Regions from separate parts of the Mus musculus genome. Here region 1 is linked to region 2. The links are chromatin contacts, called in public Hi-C maps. All regions are on one chromosome and are shown on one strand. Each heading gives the region's core, a stretch centred on a gene start, on an enhancer-like site or on the middle of the called end of the contact. The rest is flanking DNA. Distances are from core to core; before and after follow the strand shown.

Evidence for each region. A called contact is a pair of places that touch in the nucleus more often than the background predicts.
Region 1: a Hi-C map of B cells shows a contact between it and region 2, with 5 read pairs. The contact joins the promoter of Sh2d3c here to the promoter of Trub2 in region 2. A contact is called at or near these places in 1 of 39 promoter capture datasets (liver), 1 of 484 Hi-C or Micro-C datasets (B cells) and 1 of 9 other capture datasets (liver).

What each region holds. Positions count from the first base shown.
Region 1 is chr2:32,719,189-32,725,164 of GRCm38.p6, reverse strand. It overlaps Sh2d3c (SH2 domain containing 3C), which reads right to left and starts at 4,110. Exons shown (of 12, transcript NM_013781.3): 1 at 3,970-4,110; 2 at 1-228. The coding sequence starts at 4,006. Gm33457 (a long non-coding RNA gene) reads right to left here. Exons shown (of 2, transcript XR_001783272.2): 2 at 4,378-4,807.
Region 2 is chr2:29,785,934-29,791,705 of GRCm38.p6, reverse strand. It overlaps Trub2 (TruB pseudouridine (psi) synthase family member 2), which reads left to right and starts at 4,035. Exons shown (of 8, transcript NM_145520.5): 1 at 4,035-4,203; 2 at 5,099-5,230. The coding sequence starts at 4,095. It overlaps Coq4 (coenzyme Q4), which reads right to left and starts at 4,213. Exons shown (of 7, transcript NM_178693.5): 1 at 3,349-4,213; 2 at 3,138-3,269; 3 at 1,707-1,803; 4 at 1,147-1,249. The coding sequence starts at 3,421.

The DNA.
Region 1 (5,976 bases), core at 2,861-5,360, 2.9 Mb before region 2:
GAGCCTTCTTGATGTTAGGGCGGGGCATGGTACCCATGTGGCTGTACATGTCACTAGAACGTGCATAGGCAGGAGGACTCTTTGGGAGTGTCACCATGTCATCCTGTGTGGCTTCAAAGGTGTCAGGCTCCGGACAAGACCGGATACTAGCAGAGGCTGAAGACCGTCTCAGAGAAAAGGACCGCGGGAGATTGGAAAGGCTCCCAAGGCCCTTGAACTTGAAGAACTCTGGCAAGAGAGGAGGAGAGGAAAAGAATTAATCACAGTGTCAGCAGGAATGGAATAATGTAAAAACCCCTACAGTCTGCACGGCGAGAGTACCAAAGTTCAGGACACACCAGGGGAGGCTTTTCACTATTTTCTTTCTCTAAGTTTTTTTTTTTTTAAAGATTTTATATATATGTGTGTGTGTATGTGTGTGTGTGTGTGTGTGTGTATATATATATATATATACACTGTCACTGCCTTCAGACACACCAGAAGAGGGCATCAGCTTCCACTACAGATGGTTGTGAGCCACCATGTGGTTGCTGGGACTTGAACTCAGGACCTCTGGAAGAGCAGTCAGTGCTCGTAACCGCTGAGCCATCTCTCCAGCCCATCTAAGTTGTTTTTTGTTTTTAATTCTTAATTATGTGTATGTGTGTGGGAGCAGGGTACATACATCCTGAGCGTGGATACCCTTGGAAGCCAGAAGAGGACATCAAATCACCTGGGGCTGTAGTTACAGGTTGTGATCTGCTCAAAATGGGTGCTGGAAACGGAACTCATCTTCTGCAAGAGGAGCTATCACTCCACACCCCCTCCTCATTCCTCTGCTCCCGGAAGTGCAGCGACATGCAGCTCTGCAGTCACAGTGCTGAGCTCAAGCCCTTCTTCCACATTCTAGCTAGCTGTGTGACCTTAGGCAAGTCATTAGACCTCTCTGAGCTCCTTCACCCACATCAGTAACACAAGGACCCTCCCTATATGCAGCAAGAGGACTGGAGAAAAGTAGGTAAATAAAGGGTTAGGGAGATGACTTTGAAAAAATGTGAGCCACACAAGTATGACAACCTGAGTTCAAATCCCTAGGACCCATATAGAAGCTGGGCATGGTGGTACATGCCTTTAGTCCCAGTGCTCATGAAGCTGACACAGGTGGATCTCTGTGAGTTCAAGGCCAGCCTGATCTACATGGTGAATCCCACAGCAAGAATTCCATACAGAGGCCCAGTCTCAAAAATAAAAATAAAATAAAATAAACCATAAAAAAAATAACAAAAACAGAGAGGAATTGGAAGCGTGATTCAGCAGGTAAAGGGGCTCACTGCTGCGCGAGAGGACTGGAGTTCAGACCTCAGCACCCCCATCATGTGAACCGCCTCCAGCTCCAAAGGATCCAATGCCCCTTTCTGACCTCTGTGAACACCCTCTCACACACATACATCTGTACACACACACACACACACACACACACACACACACACACACTGAAGCTGGAGAGGTGCTTAGCAGTTAAGAGGACAGATGCTCTTCCAGACCCGAATCCACTTTCCAGCACCCACATGGCGGCTTACAACCGTCTATAACTCCACTTCCAAGGGATCCAGTGTCCTATTCTGGCCTCTGGCATCCGTGGGGACTATACACATGTGGTGGACAGAGAAACATGACAGATAGACGTAACTTGTTCTTGAGACAGGGTCTCCCCACACATCCCTGGCTGCCCTGGAACTTACTTAGACCAGGCTGGCCTCAAACTCACAGAGATCCATCTGCCTCTGCCTTCCTAGTCCTGGGATTAAAGAGGTATACTACCATGATCATCATGTATGTATATACGAATGTATGTATGTATGTACGTATGTATGGTAGGTTTCCTTACATATCCCTGGCTGTTCTGGAACTCACTCTGTAGACCAGGCTGGCCTCCAATTCACCAAGATCCACCTGCCTCTGCCTCCCAAGTTCTGGGATTAAAGGTGTGCATTACTAACCCCAGCAATGTATTTTGTAAAAAATGCAAATTCTAAAGAAATCTGTTTTAAAGTAAGATGACAAGGGATCAAAGACGATGCCTGCTGTTGTATCGGAACATACCCATGCATACATGTATGAACATGAACATAAACATGAGCATACATGCAAACCTTGTAGATAACATGCTTGCTTCATGTGCTATCTGGCATATAAAATATCCTCAAAAGGAGGTACAAAAGGAAGATGACAATGATGACCAAAAATGCCTCCCACTTGTCAAACTGTGAATTCTTAGAATATGCAAACATACCGCTTTCCTTATAAGGAAATTGATATTCAGAAGGGTGAAACGGACGGTCTGAGCTCCCCACAGCTTACCCCAAAGCCTAGATGTGCATGTGTGTGTGTGTGTGTGTGTGTGTGTGTGTGTGTGTGTGTGTGTGTTATGGGTATGTGTGGGGTTTGTGTGTGTGTGTGTATAAGTATGTGTGAGTGCATATGGTATTTGAGTGTGTGTAGTTTATGAGTAAGTATGTATGGTGTATCTGTGAGAGTGTGTATGGTGTGTGTGTGTTTATGGTGTCTGTGTGTGAATGTGTATAGTGTGTGTATGTGGTATGTGTGTGTGTATGGTGTCTGTGTGTGAATGTGTACGGTGTGTGTGTATGAATATGTATGGTGTCCGTGTGTGAATCTGTATGGTGTGTGTGTGTGGGGGGGGTGTGTACAAAGAGTAGTGTCCAAGGCAATCTCTGGCACTGGGGTTGAAAGGACATGGATGAGGCTGTCTGTCTGCCTGAGAATTGGGGCCCCTGTCTGTGGGTGTTTCTTTCCTCCCAGTGGGCTGAACCTGCCTTACAAACTCCTGTGATACAATCTTCCAGCAGGGACGGAAGTGTATCTCTTTGCTCCCTCCTCCCTGTGGCCCCTAAGACTGTGGGACTGTCCCGTCTCTGACTTCCTTAGGCCTCTAGATGACTTGAGCAAAAGGAGAACACATTGGCCTTTGCTCTTCCCAACTCCTCTGCATCCTCAGGTGTCTACGCCCCTGAGACTCTGAGGCCCAGAGAGGGGAAGGGATCAGCCTAGCACCCGACAGCAGAACCTCGCTGATCCTGGGTGGAAGCACGGGGCTCTGCACTTCAGAATTCATCCCTGCCCAGTCCCCCTGGTCCCATCCCGGACAGTGCTGGCTACCGCCCTCCTTCTAGACAGGTTGCCCTGGGACAGAGATCTTTGTAACACAAGGGTCACTGACTGCCTCCTTTGTCAATGCTGCAGATTTTGTTTGCTTGCTTTGTATGTTTATATGAGACAATGTCTCACTCTAACCTGCTTCAGTCTACTCACCCGCCTCCTGCTTTTGACTTCTGAGTGCTAGGATTACAGATGCGTGTATCTCCATTTACACACACACACACACACACACACAGAGAGAGAGAGAGAGAGAGAGAGAGAGAGAGAGAGAGAGAGAGAACTGGAAAGTCAGAGGAACCTGGGACAGAAGTTTGGGACCCAAAATGGATTGACCTGGAGAAAGAAATAGGTGGGTGTAGTTCACCCAAGTACCTGGTACTAGTCTCTCGCAGCCTCACTGCTCCCAACACACCACAGCATCCACGGTCCCCACATCCACTCACTCCCTAGAGAGCTCCCTGAGATCTGGTGTTGAGTGGGTTCTGGACAACATGGGGTACTTGGGGGTCTCTCCATGCACAGTCTCATGGTCAGAGAGACCAGGATGATCCGGAAGACAGAAAGGCTGAGGGGCTGACTTGTAGTAAGAGGGAAGCAGAGGTTGGGCAGGGAGAGAGAAAGACAGAAATGCAAAGACAGACAGAGACAGAGATCACCGGGGGCCACAGCATGTGCAGATAGCAACACCAACACCGAGGAGAGAGACAGATGGACAGAAAGAGAAAGAGAAAGAAGACAATCGTGAGACACAGATGCAGAGAGGCTAAGCTGAACAGACAGATGGACGGACGGTGGCTGGTCTGTACTCACTGAACTTTCTGCCTGTTTTCTTGGGCATCTCTGTCATCTTTGCAAGCTGTGCAGAGTCTCTGGTTTGCTAGCATGTGGCTGCTCCAGGCTCAAGACACCAGGGGCTGATGGGCCTCCCCCGCTCCCCTTCCCCTTTCTCTTGCCCTCTCACTGGCTTCCTCTGTGTATTTTTAAACTAGCGAAACTCCCACAGCCCCACCCTCCCACCGTCTCCACAGGGGGCGGGGGCTGGGGCCTCCCCAGCCAGCAGCAGGGGCAGGGGGCACACCGCAAACCCTTGGGACCTAGAAGGCCTGAGGAACAAACCACAGGCTTTGGGAACAGAGCCCACTAGGCTGGGGGCCACTGGGGACCTGCCAACAGCTGTCAGGGGCCTGGCCCACAGGATGGGAAGTCGAGGAGACAGACTCATGGTTAGGGCAGTTTATTCTAAGCCCTGGTACCCAGGAGATGGAGTAGCAATAATAAAGAAGAGAATGCTGTGAGTGGGCCTGTGGCCCAAAGTCAACTTCTGATTGGCTACTTTGTCACTGTGTGATTACGGACAGGATGATTCACCTGCCCGAGGCTGGGTTTCTTTTTGGCGAGCAGGATATGCTAACTGCCCAGTGGCCAGAACACAGAGCATAGCCAGGTATAAAGCCAATACCTGCTTAGGCGTGATTGTCCTTGTCTGAGTCAGCGGAGGCATGTGGGGACAGGTCTTCTATATCCTTTGGGCAGAGATAGGGAAACTGAGGCACAGAGGAGCAAGGGGATTTCCCCAGGTCACAGAGAGAGAGTTGGTGGCACACAGTGGGTTGCAAGTTGTCTTTCCAGTAATATCCAGGTTGGTGCTCTGCAAACACAAACATGTATGTGCGTGTATGTGTTTTGTGTCCACACAGAACAAGTATAAGGAAATGAAACCTCCAGGTACAGCTATAGTTGGGGGTGGGGGTGGGGTGTTAGTAGCACTTGCTGGGACTGGAGGGCCACAGGTCAAATCTAGTTCTGAGTGTGGCCACATCTGCAGCTGTGGTGACCAAATCTCTACAATAGGGACAGCACAAGACACACAGCCACCCTCCCAAGCCTCTCTTTCTCTTGGTCTTCTGTTCGTTCTTCTGTGCTTAGGATAGGACACTGGGTTTTCACTCGCTAAGCAAGTTCACTCCCACTGAGCCACGCGCCCAGCAGCCCAGAGTGGACACCTTTTTGTTGGTTTTGAGATAAAAATCTGACATAGCCCAGGCTGACCTCCAATTTGAGATCTTCCCGCCTCAGCCTCCAAGTACCGGGGTTACATGTGTGCAGACAGGCCACCTGGTCCCGTAGCTGGTGATCTGGTCTGTGGGAGATGCAATCCAGGACACATGGGTCCTGTCCTGTGTCCTCCATCAATAAAATCATCAAAAAATCATCGGACACTGACGCTCTGACAGCAGTCCTGGGAGCTGATTTCCAGGCCATCTGCGCCCCAGCCTCCTGTCAGGATGATGTTGGCAGAAGACAGGTCAGACTGATTCTCCCGATGCAGTGAAGACAACCCCAAAGTCCGGTGAGAAAAAGAGACCCAGTCCTGCCAGGTTGTGGCAGCAGGGTCCTGCATCTGTAGGTAGGCCTGCAGTGACCGGTGCTCAATGGCTAAAGAGGAAGTTAGTCACTTTTCTGTGACAAAACACCACGACCAAGGCAAGTTAGAAACGTTCATTGGGTCATATGATTCCAGAGCAGACTCCTGGGGTGGTACCCCCTTCTCCTCTTCAGGTTGTTGTCAGGAGATAGGGAGAAGGAGCCCATAGCCTGGAAAGAGCTGAGGGTCTTCCCAGGGGAAGGCAAAGCATACACCCCTGGCTTCTCTCCTGGGAGACGGTCACAGTGTGAATTGGGCTGGTGACCTAGGCTATGGCATTAGCTGACCAGACTAGTGCTGGCTTTCTGGACAGACCAGCTCCCCAACTGCTGTTTATTGTGCTTCTATGGGCCTTGGTTTCCTTATCTGTGAAATGGGAATCACCGCAATCC
Region 2 (5,772 bases), core at 2,786-5,285:
AGGTGTGAACTGCCAGGTCTGCTTTTACAAACTCAGGCCCCCATGTTTAAGCAGCAAGCACTAACCCTGTGGAGCTGTCCTCCCAGCCCTGCGCCATCCTGCTTCTTTGAGCTGGTTGATTCTGCTCATAGTGCTCCTCCCCGGAGCTCTACAAAGCTGACAACATCCCATCTTCCAAGTCTTCTTGGAAAGGTCTCTCCTGACCACTGAACCAGCAGTAGCTATCCCTACTCCATCCAGAGACATCCTCTGTCCCATTGTCTTGTTCCCTTCAGCATGGCCGCCTGCTAGGCTGTGGGCTCCCAAGTAACAGATGTCTGGCTCCTTCAGTTCACTGTGTCCCACGGCTGAGCATGATGCTTTGTGCGTTCTAAGTACTCAAGAAATATTTTACCTCAAAAAGCAGGAGGGACAGGGTCTTGTGTAACCCAGGCTGGCCAAAACCTCACTGTGTGGGTTAGGCTGGCCCTGGGCTTCTGATTCCCCTTCCTCTATTCTACAGCAGGTTCACGCTGAGGACTGAACCCAGGCCTTTCTACATGAACTTGACCAACTGAGCTATCTCCTCAGACCACTACATTCTCATTTCAATTTTTTAAACTACTTTATTAACTGCCTCTCTAATAAGAGCACAAGCTGGAGGGGGGTCGGGGCAGGGACCTGACTTGCTACACTGTAGCACACGGAGTGATGTTGAGTTTTGGGAATCCCCACCTCCCACCATCTGTCTTGCCTGGTGCTGGAGAGTCCTACTCTGGCCAGAGCACAGTGGATCCCAGGATGCTGGTTCCCTCTGCCCAGGGCTGGACTAGCTGTGAAGTTATGTTGTTTCACTGCTTGCTCTGTGCCTGAGTCCTCATGTCTTGTAAGAAGATAACAACAGAACTTACAAGAAAGGTCACTGGCAGGATCTAGCCAGGTCATGTACCAGCCTGTGAGCTGGCATGCAACAGGAGGCTAGTAACCTCCAGTATTTGGGATGGCATTACCAGACCATTTACCCATCACATAGAAAAATGTCACAGACTGAGAAGCACTCCTGCCTTAGTTGGCATCTTAGGCATCCTCCCGCTCTAGGCTATCTCTTCCCATGCAACCCTCCACCCTTACTGGTAACTGCTGGATACACAGAGCCCGGAAACTCACATTCACATCCAGGAAGCGAAGATACTCACGGCCCAGTGAGCCTTCAGGCAGGCTCTGAAGCTTGCTCAGGTCGAGGGTAGACAGGGAGATCCTGGGACGCTCTCTGAAAGACAGAATATAGAAGGTAAGCCTGGGTGTGTGTCAGCCAAGGCAAGTGAAAGGGTCACATAAAGGAAGCTGAAGTGGGCCTAGGTAGCCACAGGACATCTATGTAGCCACAAGCCCTAAGAGAACACTGCAGTATTAGGGACTATGGAGACGATCCCAACCCAGGGCTGAGCTGGTGCCTTCAAAGACACAATCTAGTCAGAGAGAAGGGCCACAGATGCCAGGGAAGGGATAGATACAGCACAGCTGGAGAAGTACAGCCAGCTTAATGCAAGCAGAGTCTTGTGGTTTACACAGGACTAAGATGACATATTGTATAATCCCACATACATATATGCGTGCTCCTGGCTTTGAGCAGTGTCCCAGGCAATATATCCACCCATGGTCCTCTGAAGGGCTCCTAACAGGATGAGGACAGACACACCCCTGCCAAAAGCAAAGTTGGGACCTACTGTAGAATCTGGGCACCCTCTGGATCCTTCTTCATCTGGTCCCTGAGGAATTTCAGGGTGTGGCATCCTGTGGTCTCCCCTAGAACTGCAACCATGTCTGAAAGGACAGAGATGGGAAAAGACAGAGAATGGATTCTTTTGTTTGTTTGTTTTTGAGACAGTTTCTTTTTGTAGTACAGGCTGGCCTGGAACTCATTATGCAGACCAGGCTGGCCTCAAACTCAGAGATCTTTCTGCCTCTGCTTTCCAAGTGCTATATTAAAGGCGTGTACCACTAGGACAGTTAGGTTTCTCTGTATAGCCCTGGCTGTCCTGGAACTCACTTTGTAGACCAGGCTGTCCTCGATCTCAGAAATCCACCTGCCTCTGCCTCCCGAGTGCTGGGATTAAAGGCGTATGCCACCACACCCGGCTAGCTACTATCCTTAACATTACAAACCTATAGGAATATGGAGGCTTTCATCAACAGCAGGAACCACTTTCATAGACCATTATCAAGACAGAGTGTCTTGTTTCCACCGGCCTTGAGATTAAATGGTGATGAATGGCAGTAACTAGGCTGACACAGTGCTTGCTTAGCACACCCAAAGCCCTGAGTTTGGTTCCCAGCATCATATAAACTGGGTATGAGGGTAGCACACACCTGTAGTCCCAGCATTCAGGAGGTAGGGAGGCAGGGTGATCAGGAATTCAAAGTCATCCTTGGCTATCTATGGAGTTAGGGGACAGCCCAGTCTATAAGAGACCTTGCCTCAACAAAACAATTTTTAAAAAATGGCGCTAGAGTTGAGTGCAGGTACAGTCACCAGATCCTATATAAACCATGCCACATGTCTCTTCTTTTACTTCCTCCCATCTTTTCTTTCTTTGAGCAAAGACTGGGTATGTATGGAAAAAGAAGCTGATCTTGCCAGGCAGTGGTGGCGCATGCCTTTAATCCCAGCACTTGGGAGGCAGAGGCAGGCGGATTTCTGAGTTCGAGGTCAGCCTGGTTTACAGAATGAGTTCCAGGACAGCCAGGGCTACACAGAGAAACCCTGTCTTGAAAAAACCAAAGCCAAACAAACAAAAAGAAGCTGATCTTGAACTGTTTCAGCAAAGAAAATCCTGAAGATCATGGCCCTTACCAAGTTTACTTACTACCCAGTGAGAATGCTGTAATTTGGTGTGTACCTGGTCATTCAGCCCAGAGATTAATATGCTAGGGTGACACTCTTCCAAGAATTACAAAAAGGCAGACTTGTAGACTTCACGTTTCTTTCTTCCTCTCCTCCCTGTGCCCAGAAGACCCAAAACAGTTCTAGCTAGAATCAGGCACCTGATTATCATAAACGATCCTGGGAAATATGATAGGCGCAGCCAGGTTTGGATGCCCACAAACCAAGTCTTCACCGGTCCCAGCTTTCGAGACCGAAGAGTAAACCGTCTTACCGTGGCGATAGGGGTTGTAGAGAGCCATTCCCGCCGCGCCCGCAGCCAGCAGCATCTTTTGCAGCGGGGTGGTTGGGATGTGGTCCGGGTACAGCAGGCGGGCGCCATGGCTCCCGGCCCTGAGGGGTACATCTGCGAGCAGAAAAGAGGTAAAGGTGAGAGGAGTCCGGTCCCTCTGGTCGCCGCGGACACTGGAATCAGAGCTGCTCACCTACAGCTGGCCGCGTACGGGGCCGAAGACTGCGGTGGAGGCGCAGGGAGCGAAGCAGCAGCAGGGTCGCCATGGCAGCGGACGTCCGCGTGGTTAGGCGGGGCTCCGCAGGTACTACGGAGGCCCGAGAAGTCAAAAGACTCCTGGGACACTGCACTCACTGTGGCTTTTTGATCGGAGATGTTGTAATATGGACAGGAGCATGAGAAGGAAAGCCACAAGATCTGTTTGCCACTGAAGTAAAACAACTGCTGTGAGCCAGGCGTTATTTATAACGTAGGCCTGTCAACCCAGCATTTGAAACCTGGAGGCCGTAGGATCAGTTCGAGATCCTTCTTGGCTATTTCTTAAGTACGAAGGCAGTACTAGAGACCTTGTCTCAAAAACCAAGCCTGATGTGAATTACTCGTCACTCCAGATCTTGGAAAAGTGGAGACAGAAAAGTAATGAATTCTCGGCAACTTAGCAAGTTTGAGGGCAGCCTGGGATATATGAGAAACAAACAAACAAAAAACTCCTGAAAAGAATTCAAAAATAACATAACCGAGAATTCGGTTGCTCGATATCCGGCCCTATTTTCTTCTCCATCTCTTATTTCCCCCCCGGAGGGCAATAAGAAAAGAACCTCTTCCTGCCAAGGAAACAAGGCGGCTACCTACAGTAGGGACCACATTTGGGAAAGGACCACGCAGCACTTCCGCCCGCATCCCCGCTTCTGGATGATGTTGAACCGCTGAGTTCCAGCCATGGGTTCTTCTGGCCTAGCTCGGCTGCAGGGGCTCTTCGCTGTCTATAAACCTCCGGGGCTGAAGTGGCTGCACTTGCGTGAGACCGTGGAGTTGCAACTGCTTAAAGGTGAGAACTCCGACGCGGACCCACGGTTTTGCTTTAGTTCTTTCTGATGTGGAGTGAGGTCACGTGGTTCGTTTGCCGGGTTGTAGCTGTTTCTTGTTTGTTTGTTTTTTTTCTCTTGTACACATTTCGTTACTACCCACTCTCCGCTATTTTCCTTTAGAGAAATTCATTCTATAGTGTTGGGTTTTTTTTCGCGGTTTCTGTTACAGAGTTAGAATTTGAACTTTTTTTTTTTTTTTTTTTTTTTTTGCCTTTTGAGACAGGGTCTTTTCTAATTAATCCGACCTTGAAATCAGTGAGGCACTGAGAATTCTGACTCTCCTGACTCCACCTGCCAGATGCTGGGATCACAAGCGTGACCACCACCCCGACCCTCAAACACCAATTTTTTTCTTTGCCTTTTTTTCCTTTCTTTTATTTTCTTAAAAACTGTCATGTAGCCTCAAATTTGCTATGTAAGATGAAGATAACCTTGAACTTTTGACTGTCCTGCCTTCACTACCCAAGGTCTTAGACTACATCTGTGTAGTACCACCTCCCATTAGGGTGCTGGGGATGGAACCCGGGGCGTCTTGCGTATTGTGCAAACACTCCATGAATTGAGCTACACTTCCAACCTAGGATTTTTGTTTTGTTTGTTTGTTCTTCACTTTTTAGAGAATGGTTTCTCTGTATACCCCTGGCTGCCCTGGAAATAACTCTGTAGATCAGTCAGGCCTTGAATTCAGAGATAGGCCCGCCTCTTGCCTCCCCAGTGCTGGAATTAATGATACCTGGCTTCTGAAGGAGTCATAGTACGTTTTCTACGATACACAAATCCATCTTCTATGCTACCATCTCTCTACCCCTTCTCTTGCGGGTTGGAAAAGTACTGACTGTGTTCTTTTGTGCTTAGGTCTCAATGCCCAGCAGCCTCCTGCTCCTGATCAGCGTGTTCGCTTCTTGCTAGGCCCTGTGGAAGGCAGTGAAGAGAAGAAGTTGACTCTCAGAGCCACCAATGTACCCTCCCTCACCACCCACAGACTTGGTAAGGCAGAGTCAGACAGGACCCTGGCCGTGATGTTAGAGGAAATCCCTGGCCTGAGTTAGATTTCTAGCCCAGGGTTTGGCAAACTTCCCTAGAGAGGGAAGATTTTAAACAGCTTCTGCCTACAGCCTTGTGTTTTCCTTGGCTCTGCTCCTCTTTGCTATTGTAATGCAAAGCATCTCTAGACTGTAGGAAAGGAGAGAACCTTCTTGTATTTTAGTCAAGACTGGAGTGCAGCCACATGGTTGTGGTGCACGCCTTTAATCCCAGCTCTTGGGAGGCAGAGGCAGGCGGATTTCTGAGTTTGAGGCCAGTCTGGTCTACAAAGTGAGTTCCAGGACAGCCAGGGCTATACAGAGAAACCCTGTCTCGAAGGAAAAAAAAAAAAAAAAGGCTGGAGTACAAAACAGCTATTTTGAGAGCAGTTATAAACACCGGTGTCCAGCAGCCTTTGTCTTCTATGGGAGACTGAAAGGATCATTTAAATTTAGGAGTCCCTGGCCAACCTGGGCAACACAGTGAGACCCAGTCTCAAAACAAAG